Regions from separate parts of the Mus musculus genome. Here regions 1, 2 and 4 are each linked to region 3. The links are chromatin contacts, called in public Hi-C and Micro-C maps. All regions are on one chromosome and are shown on one strand. Each heading gives the region's core, a stretch centred on a gene start, on an enhancer-like site or on the middle of the called end of the contact. The rest is flanking DNA. Distances are from core to core; before and after follow the strand shown.

Region 1 (2,749 bases), core at 82-2,581, 130 kb before region 3:
AGAGAGTGACAGGGTACTCATATACAAAAATAAATCTTTAAAAAACAAAAAACAAAAAAACAGGGGCTGGTGAGGTGGCTCAGCGGGTAAGAGCACTGACTGTTCTTCCGAAGGTCCTGAGTTCAAATCCCAGCAACCACACGGTGGCTCACAACCACCCGTAATGAGATCTGACGCCCTCTTCTGGCGCGTCTGAAGACAGCTACAGTGTACTTATATATAATAAATAAATAAAATCTTAAAAAAAAATCAGAAACATGGACCCAGCTGTGGTGGTGCAGTCCTGTAATCTCAGCATTTGGGAGTTTGAGGCAGAGGATTGCTGACTTCTTGCCCAGCCTTAAACAACAACTACCAACAATAAAAAGGGAAACATGCCCAAATGCATTGGTCACCACAGCACTGAAAAGGCCACACGCTAATTGAAAGAGACCTGACTAAAGAACAACACAATGAAATAATCCCCACCTGCCAATTCCACTGATCGTACCTAAAAGCCAAGAATGTAAAACGGATAAAGTGAAAGGGTAGCAAAGATGTCCCAGGCACACACCATCCACAGGCTGGTGCAGCCACGATAGTATCTGACCCTGTAGAGCTTGCAGGGGGAAAAAAACTTTACTAGATCCGTTTTCTAATGATAAAAAGCTTTATACTTCTAGAGGCCAAACGGTGCAGCAATGAAAGCCAGCCACACGGATGGAAACGCAGGTTACCACCACGGGGGAAGAGAGCACGCTTCTTTCCATTTCTAATATGTTAAGCAAAAAGAAGTGAATAAAGTTGCCAATTTGGACACTACGAGAAGACTTTCTATGGAATAAAAACCAAGTGTGCACATTTTCCCTCAAGCACACAGCAACATTTACAAAAACCTGCCATATATTAGGTCTAAGGGTCAGACCGTGTAAATAATGCTCTTCAATTATAGTGGAATTTAATTAGAAGGCAATAAAAGGGGGGAAATGTCCCTATGTTTGGAAAATGAAAGACTTCCTGCCTCAGCCAAAGTATCAGAACGAGTACAGTGATATTCATCTGGGGCTGAGCAGTGAGGCCAGAGCCGCACCAGGGTTCTGAGGACAGGGACGGGGGTGCCAGAGGGGAGGGGTGCGCTGTACAGGACTGTTCCACCAGGAGAAGAAGGAAGCTGGAACTGAAGTCCTAGGAGACTCACTGTAGACAGGAAAGGAAGGAGATAATAAAGATAAATGCAAAAGCTCATGTGGTCTAAACAGAGACAACAGAGACAAAGAAGTCAGGAACTCGTTCTTGAAAAGACCAGGAAGTGAGAGAAACCTCTGGGAAAGGAGCAAGAAGACAGGGAGAAGGCACGCACATGAACAATGCTAGCAAGGAGAGCACTGTCATTACAAATCCAGCAGAGGTTTCAACGGTAAGAGCCGGAGCTGGAGAGGTGGCTCACAACCGTCTGTGACTCCAACTCTAGGGGATCCAATGCCCTTTTCTGGCCACATAGTACACACACATATGGGACACACACACACACACACACACACACACACACACACACACACACGAAGGAGGAGGAGGAGCAGGAGGAGGAGGAGGAGGAGGAGGAGGAGGAGGAGGAGGAGGAGAACACTGATTGAAACCTGGCAATGCCTGTCATCCCAGCTACTCAGGAGGCTGAGTCAGGTGGGTGCTAAATTGAGCCAGCTTGGGCAACCTAGAGAGAACTTGTTTCAAAATAGAAGGCAAGAAAGGGCTGGGGTTATAGCTCAATGGGAAACTACTTGTCCAGCACGTGCAAAGCCCTAGGTTCAGTACTCAGTACCACAAAACAAAACCCAAGACGAAAAAGCAAGATGTGACTGATTCATGGCCATGAATTTGAAAACATACACAAAATCAACAAATTCCTGAAGGCGGGAAATGACTTCAAAGGAAATAGAGGTCTTAATGGTTCCATGCCAATTAACGTAATTGAAGCAGTAGCTTAAAATATCACAAAGATAACATCAAATGAAGACAGTTTTATAGGCAAGTTTTAACAAATGTCCAAAGACAGTGTCATTCTAGTCTTACATAAATGCTTCCAGTAATATAAAAGATATACCCCTCAACTCATTCTGCAAGACCACTTAAAACCCTGATATCAGAACAGAGGAGCCATGTGTGAGAAATCAGAACACAGCAGACATCACTCGTGGTGACATCACTAGTGGTGACTGTAGAAGGGACAGCACATTATAACCCAGTGGCTTTGCTCTTAGGGTTAACAGCAAAGTCTGCAACTTTAATTCCACATTTGAAAATTAAGCAATACACATACTATATATGTAAATATTCTGGATGTGTACTAATCAGTCTAAGAGTTGATGCCACTCAATGTTCTTAAGAAAAATAAGGAATAAAAAGAATGTCCTGGATTGAGGCTCTAGACATCCCTCTTAACACTGTACTGAAGCCTTGGATAACAAGACAAGGAAAGGAAAGAAAATGTACCCAGACTGGGGAAGAAGTGAGGCCATTCACAGCTGACACGGAAGTGTGTGTAAAAACTAGAAACAAAACACAACTGCTGGCATAAGCAAATCACAGCAATTGTAAGATACAAGGTTAATGTACAAAAAGCTATATGTTCCTAGACACTAGGAATGAACAATGAATTCTGAAATTTAAAACCCGACACTCCTTAAAAATGAAGCAGTTGGGCATAAGCCTAGAGAAAGTCCCCAAACTAGTAAGATTCAATTTATAATTTCTCAACTTTAACAAAAGTTTA
Region 2 (2,912 bases), core at 272-2,771, 240 kb before region 3:
ACCCCAGGCTTTCTGCACCTTGTCATGTGACTACTGATTTAAAAGATATACAGTTGTTTATTAATATTTCCCAAGCACTATGCAAATTCCTATTGCCATGGGTATCTTTTGCCCTTCCAGCTGTGAAGTGAACACAGAAGCATTTTGTATTTAACAAGACTAAAATATGTTAACTCAAAAAGAACTCACGTTGACTAGCATTTCTCTTCAATTATTAATGAGGACATGAAGAGAGCTTGAGTGGTCAGATGTAGAATCTGAATAAACATTGCCTCAGGCCTGATGGTCCACCGGTACCTGATGTTCAAACTTAAATTTGATAATGCAAAGTCTAGCCTTTCAGTCTGTGGTATTGCTAAGCTGTGGAATGATGCAATTTATGCTCCAGACTTTGTGTGTGTGTGTATGTGTGTGTGTGTGGGGGGGGTTTGAGTCAGGGTCTGGGTAGCATGGAACATGCTATGTAGATTAGGCTGGCCTCTGTAGACTAGGCTGGCCTCAGACTTGCAGCAACCCTCATGCATCTGCCACAACAAACAACTCAATGACTTTAATATGTATGTAACACAATAAAAATACTATAAATAAAGTATATATAACATGTCTTCTCCTTTCTGGTGCTGGGAACTAGGCCTAGGATCTCACATGTACTAGACAAGCACCCACTGCACCTAGAATTTCACCCAGAAAATTTGAAAACCCTTATTGAGACTATGATATTCAAAAGACTCTTAAAATCTTTATTTTTTTGTCAGGATAACTAACAATTTTCTGTTAAGTACTTTGGTTTATTATTATAACAAGTATTTCCTCTCTTGAAAAACCCATTCAAAACATCCCAATCTTTGATGTAGGGAACTTTAAGAAAAAAAAATTTTTTTTTTATGTTTTTAAACAGGAACAAGAATTCTTCAAATTTCTATAGTTTGACAAATAGAAACAATTTCATTTCAATCTATTCTGGTGAACAGGAATTATTTTATACAGAAAATCATCCTGTCACTTCTGGCAAACTAAGAGTGAGTGCTATTCATTCACATGTCCCATGGAGTCGCAGTGTGATGCTGCCATGCTCACATAGATTACTTTATCACAGATCTTGCAGTGGGAAACAAGGTTTTGGGATGGCTGAAGCAAAAGAAATCAGATCCCACAGCATCTCCAGAAAGGAATGGATCCAACCTTCTCCATCAGGACAGTCTTGCTGGGGTGGGATGGGAAGGTGGATCATTCAGTGAAGCGGTTGCCATGTGAAGCGGTTGCCATGTAAACACAGAGACCTGAGCTTAGATGCTCAGCACCTGCGTAAAACCAAGGGCACATGCCGGTGACACCAGGGCTCAGGAGACAAAGAGAAAGATATAAAAGTAACTTCTACTCACCTGAGGTGATCGTTGTCTCCGAGGCTTGCTGCCTCTGTCTGCTAACCTACGCTAGTCCTGGAAGCTTCTAGCCTCTGTACAATCTTATCTAGGTCTAGAATATTTTCAGCCTCTGAGACTCGCTGCTGAATAAGCTCACACTTTCTAGGTTGGTTTTTTTTTTTCCTGAGCTTTGACTGTTTCAATCTGTTTTCTCTGTGTGTGTGTTTCTCTCTCTGCCTGTCTCTATCTCTGTCTCTCCTGAATTCCTTTGCTTGGTCTCATACTAACTTAGGCAATCTGTTCTAATCTTCTGGCTCCTTCTCATTCTATGGCTCATTCTGACTTCACCTATGTCTAGCTTGTTCTCTCTGCAGCCTGTCTCTGTAAAACTCCCCAGTAAAATTGCCTCCTTCCTTTCCTCTCTCTCTAAAACTCCTCTCTCTTAAACAGCTTCTCTTACCTCTCTCTTCTCATGAGAGTTGGGCGTATCCTATTCTCTCATACCTTTCTCTGGTTCACCACTTTGTCTGCCACTCAATTAGACATCACTTTCAAACACGGCTGCTTCCTTCTACAAACTAACCTGACCTTCATTGTTTGGGATTAAAGATGTGTGCTAAAGGTGTGTCTGTATTCCAGCCAGAGAGATTAAAGGTGTGTGCTAAGGGCTACCTACTTCATAACTAGAAACATTTTTTTTTCAGTAAATAACAATCTCAGGGTTCACAATGTGATCAAATATTCTTCAACAGGAATACACATATATATATATATATATACATATATATATATATATATATATATATATATATATATATATATATATTCATTCCTGTTGCTTCCTGGCCATTTAGTCTGGCTGAATCACTTAGCTCCTGGTTCATCGAGAGACTCTGTCTCAAAAAAAATAAGATGGTTAGTAATTGAGGAAGATATCCAGTATCTATTAGCTTACACACACACACACACACACACACACACACACACACACACACACACGTGTTCATACACAAAGACATACACACACACACATTTTTTAAAAATTAAAAAGTAGTCCTGGGCACTGCATAGTGTTTGAATCAACTCTGTCTCCTGTCTCTTTCCAGAGCAATGTGCAGGCAGCATCAACGGCCACGGTCAGGACCAGCTTTTTCCTGTTATTTCTTAAGACCGTTCTTGCCTTTCCCAGGAGCAACCGTCGTGGGCATCAGCATGAAAGCCTTGTCTCCTGTCTGTCTGTTCTGCTCACTGCTTGTCTCCCGTCTGTCTGTTTTGCTCACTGCTTGGCTTTGTAAACGGGACTTTCACTCTGTCTTAGCGATGACCAGGGCAAGTCCAGACAAAGCCGTGCTTCCAGCTCTGTCTAAGCCATTAACACCCGCTGGGTTAGCCAAACACCCCTCTGGCTCAGGCTGCCCAGTGCAGCTGGTGGTCAGTGGATCCTGCCTGCTCGGTCACATCCCTGCTTGGAATTAGCTGAGTCCTGCCGCCCTTCCATCAGTTGATAACGCTTGAGTCAGTAATGTAGATAATGTCACCTTCTTCAAA
Region 3 (2,880 bases), core at 64-2,563:
TCATTTGTATGTTCAGGAAACTCTTACTACTGCCGTCTTTTGTAACCCCCCACATTTAGTAATGTGAGCCCACAGTTTAAGATCTAATCAAGGTAAAAATTACTGAGGGGTAAAACCCCACGGCTGTGACACTACACACCCAAATCATGAAACATGGAGAACCCAAGCTGGTCTCATGGTGCAGGGAGATGCTGGGTGGTGCTGTGCACGCCACTGGGGAGAAAAGTCACCATCAAAGTCACAGTTACCCAGCTGTGAAGCCTGAGAGCTACAATGACCGCCAGCCTAGCAATAGTGGCAAGGACACCAAGGGAGTAACCAACCACTCTCTGGATGGACTTACAGCTCCCCCCACAAGGAGAGAAACCAATGTCTGGTAACATTATTGGGACCAAGGGCCTGTGACAAAACAGCTCCTAGGTTCCAGAGCAGAACCTACAACTATCATCCTACTAGACAGCCAGAGTGTCACAGTGACTTCCAACGACTTATCCTTATGCCTGTAGTAGACTAGTGCATCCTCCAGTCCCCCTCAGAGAACTGTCTCCATTCCATAGACAGTGGTTAACACAGCGACTCAGGACAAATGAGATACGGAGAGAATGAGACGACAGAATATCCAGACTTCAACAGGACAGCCACATCACACCCGTCCTCCAAAGGCTCAGGGGTCACCGTGGGATGGGAGGTGAACGACTGCAGTGTTTCCAGGCACAGTTGGACAGCCACACATGTGACCTCAACAGCTGTATGTACAAGGCCTGTACAATCTGAAGCCAGACAAAAATCCAGCCTGAAGAAGGAAGGTAGGCAGGAAGCCCCATGCCTAGCCAAGGATGCCTAGCTACTTCCTTAATACTGTGCCCCCTGGTAGGTCACCCTCCCTCCAGTGGGTGACCAGACATCCAAGAGTATACTAAACTGGATAGGTGCTTTGTTTTGTTTTAGGACACAAAGCTGAATATGTAGAGATTGAGAGGAGGTTTGACTCCAATGTATTGCATAAAATTCTCAGAGATGCAAAAAAAAAAAAAATTTACTTAGTGAGAAAATATAGACTGGAAACAGCAATTTGGATTTTTTATTGTTGTCACTCTGAAGACAAACAAGGTCTGAAGCTGGTAGGAGACTGAGCTGTGCCTAAAAACAACAGCCAAACACTGCCAGCAAGACATTCAGGAAGCCAGCTTCTTCAGCAGCAAGATGGGGTGGGGGTTGGGTGGAAGCAGGTTCACTAATTCTATGAACAGGAGAGCACCGTTGGGTGCAACACCTAGGATCTCCACCAGGGGCGCTGCACACAAAGGGAAGCACGGGTTATGCTCACAGCTGTGTCTCTAAAAGTCCTTCCTTACCCAGTATGTAGTAGCCCAGGCCTCACTGGAGTACAGACACAGATTAGCACAATAGTATTTACACAGCACCCCAGTCCTCAAAAGAATCAAAATCCAGGGTCATGAAGGTCTGGCTCTGCCCTCTCTGCTATCCCCAGAGCCTTCCCCTACACCACGCTAACTAAGGCACACACAAGATTAATCAGAAATGCATCTATTCCTAGCAGCAGTGGCCGAGCCTCACACATGATGGCCTTGGCCTGAGACAGTAGAGATGGAGAGAGATGGACATACAACACCGTCACAGCCAAGAGGAACAGAGGGCTGTCATTGGGCTCCACCCACCTGATGACCATAGCCAACTCCTGCAGACTCTGCCCTGGGCCCTGCGAGGGCTAACTGCTTGTGGCGTTCTCGTCGCTGAGAGTAAAGGATGAGCAAGCTACCAAGCTACTGAGTCATGACAAGGGCTGTGGTGGAAAGCCAATGAAGCAAATAGGAAAGGACTGTGTGGCGGGGGGCGGGGGCGGGGGGCTCACCAGTAAGTGACACACACAAGCCTGAGTCAGCCGTGGGAAGGGGAGCTGAAGGCGCACGCAGCAGAGGAGGCCGCATAAAGGTCCTGCCAAGAGGCCAGACTCTCCAACTGACTCATGGAACTGCAGGGCCATGTCAGCACAGGGGCGGCAAGAGAGGAAGAGTAAGACAGACAACAGAGATGGACTTCAGGTCTGCCTTGCAGGCCAGCAGAGCAGGGGAGAACACAGCCACGGGAATCCAAACAGACAGATGCTGTGCTATCACAATGTAAGAGCAACCTATCCCTGAAGCTAGAAACAGAACGGAGCACAGAGAAGCCCGGGCAGCCACAGCAGGGAGATCCTGTAAGGACAGGACAGAGGTGTCAGGGCCGCACAAGCCAGAAGGTGGAGACACAGAACTGTGTGTGCCTAGGGTCAGAACTGAACTCAGAAGAGCTGCTGGTCCTGAGCGGTGAGAAAGGGTTGGGAAGCTGCCTGGTGACCCTAAGTGGGCCTTTCCTAGACATTAGGTCTAATGAGATTAGTGCAGCTAGGTTCAGCCGCATAGACAGGCCAGGGTGGGGAGAGGGGGCGGTGGGCAGTAAGTGGACCTCGACAAGGAGCAGCCAGTTCCTAACATGTCTGCGTGCTGACTGGGACCTTCAGCGAGCCTGTGAGAGAAGAGAGGTGTCTGTGAGGACAGGATGCTGGGGCTGGGGATAAGGAGTGACCGACCGCACAAAGGCAGAAAAGCCAGGCCTTGACGATGCCTGCAGCCCTGAGCTCACTCACTGAGACTGGGTCATTTGGGGTCGCTTCCTTGGCACTGTGTGACACACTCAGTCGGTTCTAACTAGGGCAGGGGCCTGACCATGAATGTGGCAGTGCACTAAGGGTGAGGAGGGTGTCTAAGAAACGGGATTACGAGGATGGGTACTGAGAAAGGAGGACGCAGAGACTCAAGAGAGCCATGATTGCTGCAAAGTGGAGGGTCAGGATAGCCTGTATCGGCACGCCGGCAGAAG
Region 4 (2,703 bases), core at 4-2,503, 150 kb before region 3:
CCAGTGTGGCAATCTCCTCTTGCTAACCCAGGTACCAGGAGCCCTTGATACCACCCAGGGAAGCTGACAGACTGTGGTAGTGGCAGGCACAGAGCACAGCAGGGGAGAAGGGACAAAGGAGTCATGCCTGACCCGGGAAGACGGTTCTGAGGATGTGGTGCCTGAACCTTTCCTTACCAGGACCACACTGACCACTCTGGGGCAGGCTCACCTTGGGCCCAAAGCCTTGTCCACAAACGAAACAGGTTTCTATTCCTAGTAGTTGAGAGAAGCCTAGAGACTTGTTTGTCAGCCAGCAAGGACTAAGATGCCCTGCCTTTCAGGGGTATACAGAGCAGCTTGGCTGGGGCCAGGGTTTCGAGAGAGGGGAGGCAGGGGAATAGCTTTTTCTCTGACACATGCACACCAGGCCACCAGACAGAGACCTAGAATCACAGACACACATACATATGTACCCTAAAAGGGACTCTTTTCCTCTCAACCCAGCAGTATGTCAAAGACAGACCCAGGACACCAGCACACTCCTACATACACACCAAGACCTAGATATGCTCTCTTATACATAAGCCCTGCATACATATTCTACACCCCCCCACACACACAGAGACACCCTACAACTCATGACATTCAGTACAGCACACACACGATTGTACATATACCCAAAGATACACAAGCCTCAGATACTACCACCTACACAAACACGCCAATTCTACCAGCTCTAGAGACACTCACTGACATGTAGCCTGTGTGCAACACAACACACGCAGAAACTGACACACGTGTGGAATAAGGGTAGCCTCAGAATAGCCAGTACATGTGCTCTGGAAGAAAGCCATGCCTCCTAGAGACAATGCTTCCCCGATGACACACCAGCATCCAGACACCCACTGGGTCCCAAGGCTATATATATTCCTGTACTCCCAAGTGTATCCTTTCTTTAGACCCCAGGTATCTCTAAGGGGTAGCCTCTTCTTAGGGAGGCTCACAGTAGTCAAGAGGGATCTGCTGTCAATGGTTCTGCATATGGCCCATTCTCCAGTGTCCACAGTGACACCCTGTTACCATACAGAAGCCCGTCACTAGGCCAGGTCCCCTGGGAAGTGCCTTTCCCCACTAGGTCTCACTCAGTTCTCATCTGTAGAGTGGGTGTGTGTGGAACAGAGAGAACTGTAAGTACTTAAAGGCGACAGAGTGGAGATGACTTCTGAGCAAGCTCAGGACCAAGTGGAAAGAACTCTGCAGCCTGTATGTATGAGTCATGTAGTTAATATTCAAATGATGCTTCTGCCATTAACCCACACAAGAGTGTCCAGGGTGGTTCCCTGTGTGTGTAAATACTGTTAAAGACTAAATAAAAACAAGGAGCAAATATGACCCGAGGAAGCCCTTCCCCTTCCTCATCTATAGCCAGATTCCAGGGCAGAGTGGGGAGGTAGTTTGTCCAGTGACAGTTTCCCAAGTTAGTCCAGGAGCGAGCATGAGGGGGAAAGAGCAAAGTCCCCCAAAACTCCCAGCTCCCAAACAGTGCTCTGGCCAGGACAAAGGGAGGATCTCCTTAGTGGGGAGGCCAAACCCTAGGGGTGCTGATAGGACTCTATCTAGCCCAACTGGCCTTTTGGTAGTTTCTGCATGTCTCAAGCAAGTCTGTTCCCTACCAGTTGGGAAGACAGATTTTTGCAACCAGGACAGACTTGATCAGACAGACAGGGGACAAGTAGACATCGACCAGAAATGGGACAGCATGGCTTAGCCGGTGTCAGTGTTAAGAGACTGAGGGTCCTTCAATTCTACATATAAGACTGCATGTCCCAGAACTGGGAGGATGAGGAGACGGCTAGGTGCTGTTCTGTGGGAGGATGTGGAGACGGCTAGGTGCTGTTCTGTGAGTTTCTGGAGGTGGGCTCCTGGCACAGACGCCCATGCTGCGGCAAACTTAAAAGTTAAACGTATTCTCCTCACATTCTAGCTGTGGGCTTCAGAATGAGCTCTGATATAAGTAACACGGAGAAACACAGACAAGAAGGAAGACATCACAGGCACCAACAGCACCCACAATCAGGCTCAGCAGCCCTGTCTATGCCTGCTTGGCTGATCTCACACTCCCCTAGATGGAGGGGCCACAGTACTACTCTTCTTAGATGAGACATCCACGGACGCCCAACACTAGGGTGCTTACTCTGTACTGAATCAAAAACAAAGTGTTACAGGGATTGAGGAAACACCGACCACAGTAAAGAAATGACTAGAGTAAGAACAGTTACTAACTCACCAGAAAATGTGGTCACGGCCATATCGAGCACTCCTAAAACCACAATTCTCTAGCAGTATAGTCCAGCCCAGGCTGGGGCACTATAAAGGCCTGGGTTTTCCACTATCTCATGGGTGCTTCCTCTCTCGGGCCAGAGAGATACACAAGGCTGTCACCACGCCGGAGCACCAGCAATGAAAACCAAAGAAGTGTGTCTATGTGATAAGCAAGCCCCTGAGAGGAAGCGCCCGCTGCACCACGCTCCTCTGCGCTCCGGAGACATGAAGTACTTTCTGAGAAGCCAGCTGCCCAGCTGCCTGGCTCAACAGAGCCTCACTACCCCAACTCAGGGGACGGCTGGAACTCATTAGCATTATGTCAGGAATAATGTGAAATTAAAACTTAAGCTTTGGCTTCAAACACAGAGGAGGACAAAAAGAGAAAGATGCCTCTGC

What was found. Hi-C and Micro-C count contacts between places; a contact is called where the count stands out from the background.
Region 1: a contact with region 3 is called in a Hi-C map of the N1E-115 cell line, with 4 times the contacts expected there. The contact joins two enhancer-like sites. A contact is called at or near these places in 1 of 484 Hi-C or Micro-C datasets (the N1E-115 cell line), 1 of 115 datasets of contacts at active chromatin or transcription factors (vascular smooth muscle cells) and 1 of 9 other capture datasets (pancreatic islet).
Region 2: a contact with region 3 is called in a Micro-C map of embryonic fibroblasts, with 4 times the contacts expected there. The contact joins the promoter of 1700047F07Rik here to the enhancer-like site in region 3. A contact is called at or near these places in 8 of 39 promoter capture datasets (cranial neural crest, embryonic stem cells, hippocampal neurons and 1 more), 3 of 484 Hi-C or Micro-C datasets (embryonic fibroblasts and embryonic stem cells), 15 of 115 datasets of contacts at active chromatin or transcription factors (the NIH/3T3 cell line, bone marrow-derived macrophages, craniofacial prominence and 9 more) and 4 of 9 other capture datasets (adipose tissue, liver, macrophages and 1 more).
Region 4: a Hi-C map of embryonic fibroblasts shows a contact between it and region 3, with 4 times the contacts expected there. The contact joins two enhancer-like sites. A contact is called at or near these places in 1 of 15 datasets of contacts at CTCF or cohesin (the NIH/3T3 cell line), 7 of 484 Hi-C or Micro-C datasets (the N1E-115 cell line, bone marrow-derived macrophages, embryonic fibroblasts and 3 more), 4 of 115 datasets of contacts at active chromatin or transcription factors (the NIH/3T3 cell line, embryonic fibroblasts, embryonic limb bud and 1 more) and 1 of 9 other capture datasets (embryonic stem cells).

Annotation. Positions count from the first base shown.
Region 1 is chr4:107,584,958-107,587,706 of GRCm38.p6, reverse strand. The region is part of intron 4 of Glis1 (GLIS family zinc finger 1); the gene reads right to left. Among named protein-coding and RNA genes, the nearest start is that of 4930552P06Rik, 11 kb to the left of the region's middle. Within about 2 kb of position 1,331, at least 1 of the 459 cell types and tissues checked has an H3K27ac peak or open chromatin away from gene starts, as enhancers often do. A contact at or near this core is called in the N1E-115 cell line, where this site is marked.
Region 2 is chr4:107,688,209-107,691,120 of GRCm38.p6, reverse strand. 1700047F07Rik (a long non-coding RNA gene) reads right to left here and starts at 1,521. Exons shown (of 4, transcript XR_867984.2): 1 at 1,383-1,521. It also overlaps a transcript of Dmrtb1 not described here and the pseudogene Gm12899.
Region 3 is chr4:107,452,199-107,455,078 of GRCm38.p6, reverse strand. All of the region lies in intron 2 of Glis1 (GLIS family zinc finger 1), which reads right to left. Among named protein-coding and RNA genes, the nearest start is that of Gm46866, 18 kb to the right of the region's middle. Within about 2 kb of position 1,313, at least 175 of the 459 cell types and tissues checked have an H3K27ac peak or open chromatin away from gene starts, as enhancers often do. A contact at or near this core is called in the N1E-115 cell line, the NIH/3T3 cell line, craniofacial prominence and 4 more, where this site is marked.
Region 4 is chr4:107,605,806-107,608,508 of GRCm38.p6, reverse strand. All of the region lies in intron 4 of Glis1 (GLIS family zinc finger 1), which reads right to left. Among named protein-coding and RNA genes, the nearest start is that of 4930552P06Rik, 9.8 kb to the right of the region's middle. Within about 2 kb of position 1,253, at least 29 of the 459 cell types and tissues checked have an H3K27ac peak or open chromatin away from gene starts, as enhancers often do. A contact at or near this core is called in embryonic fibroblasts, where this site is marked.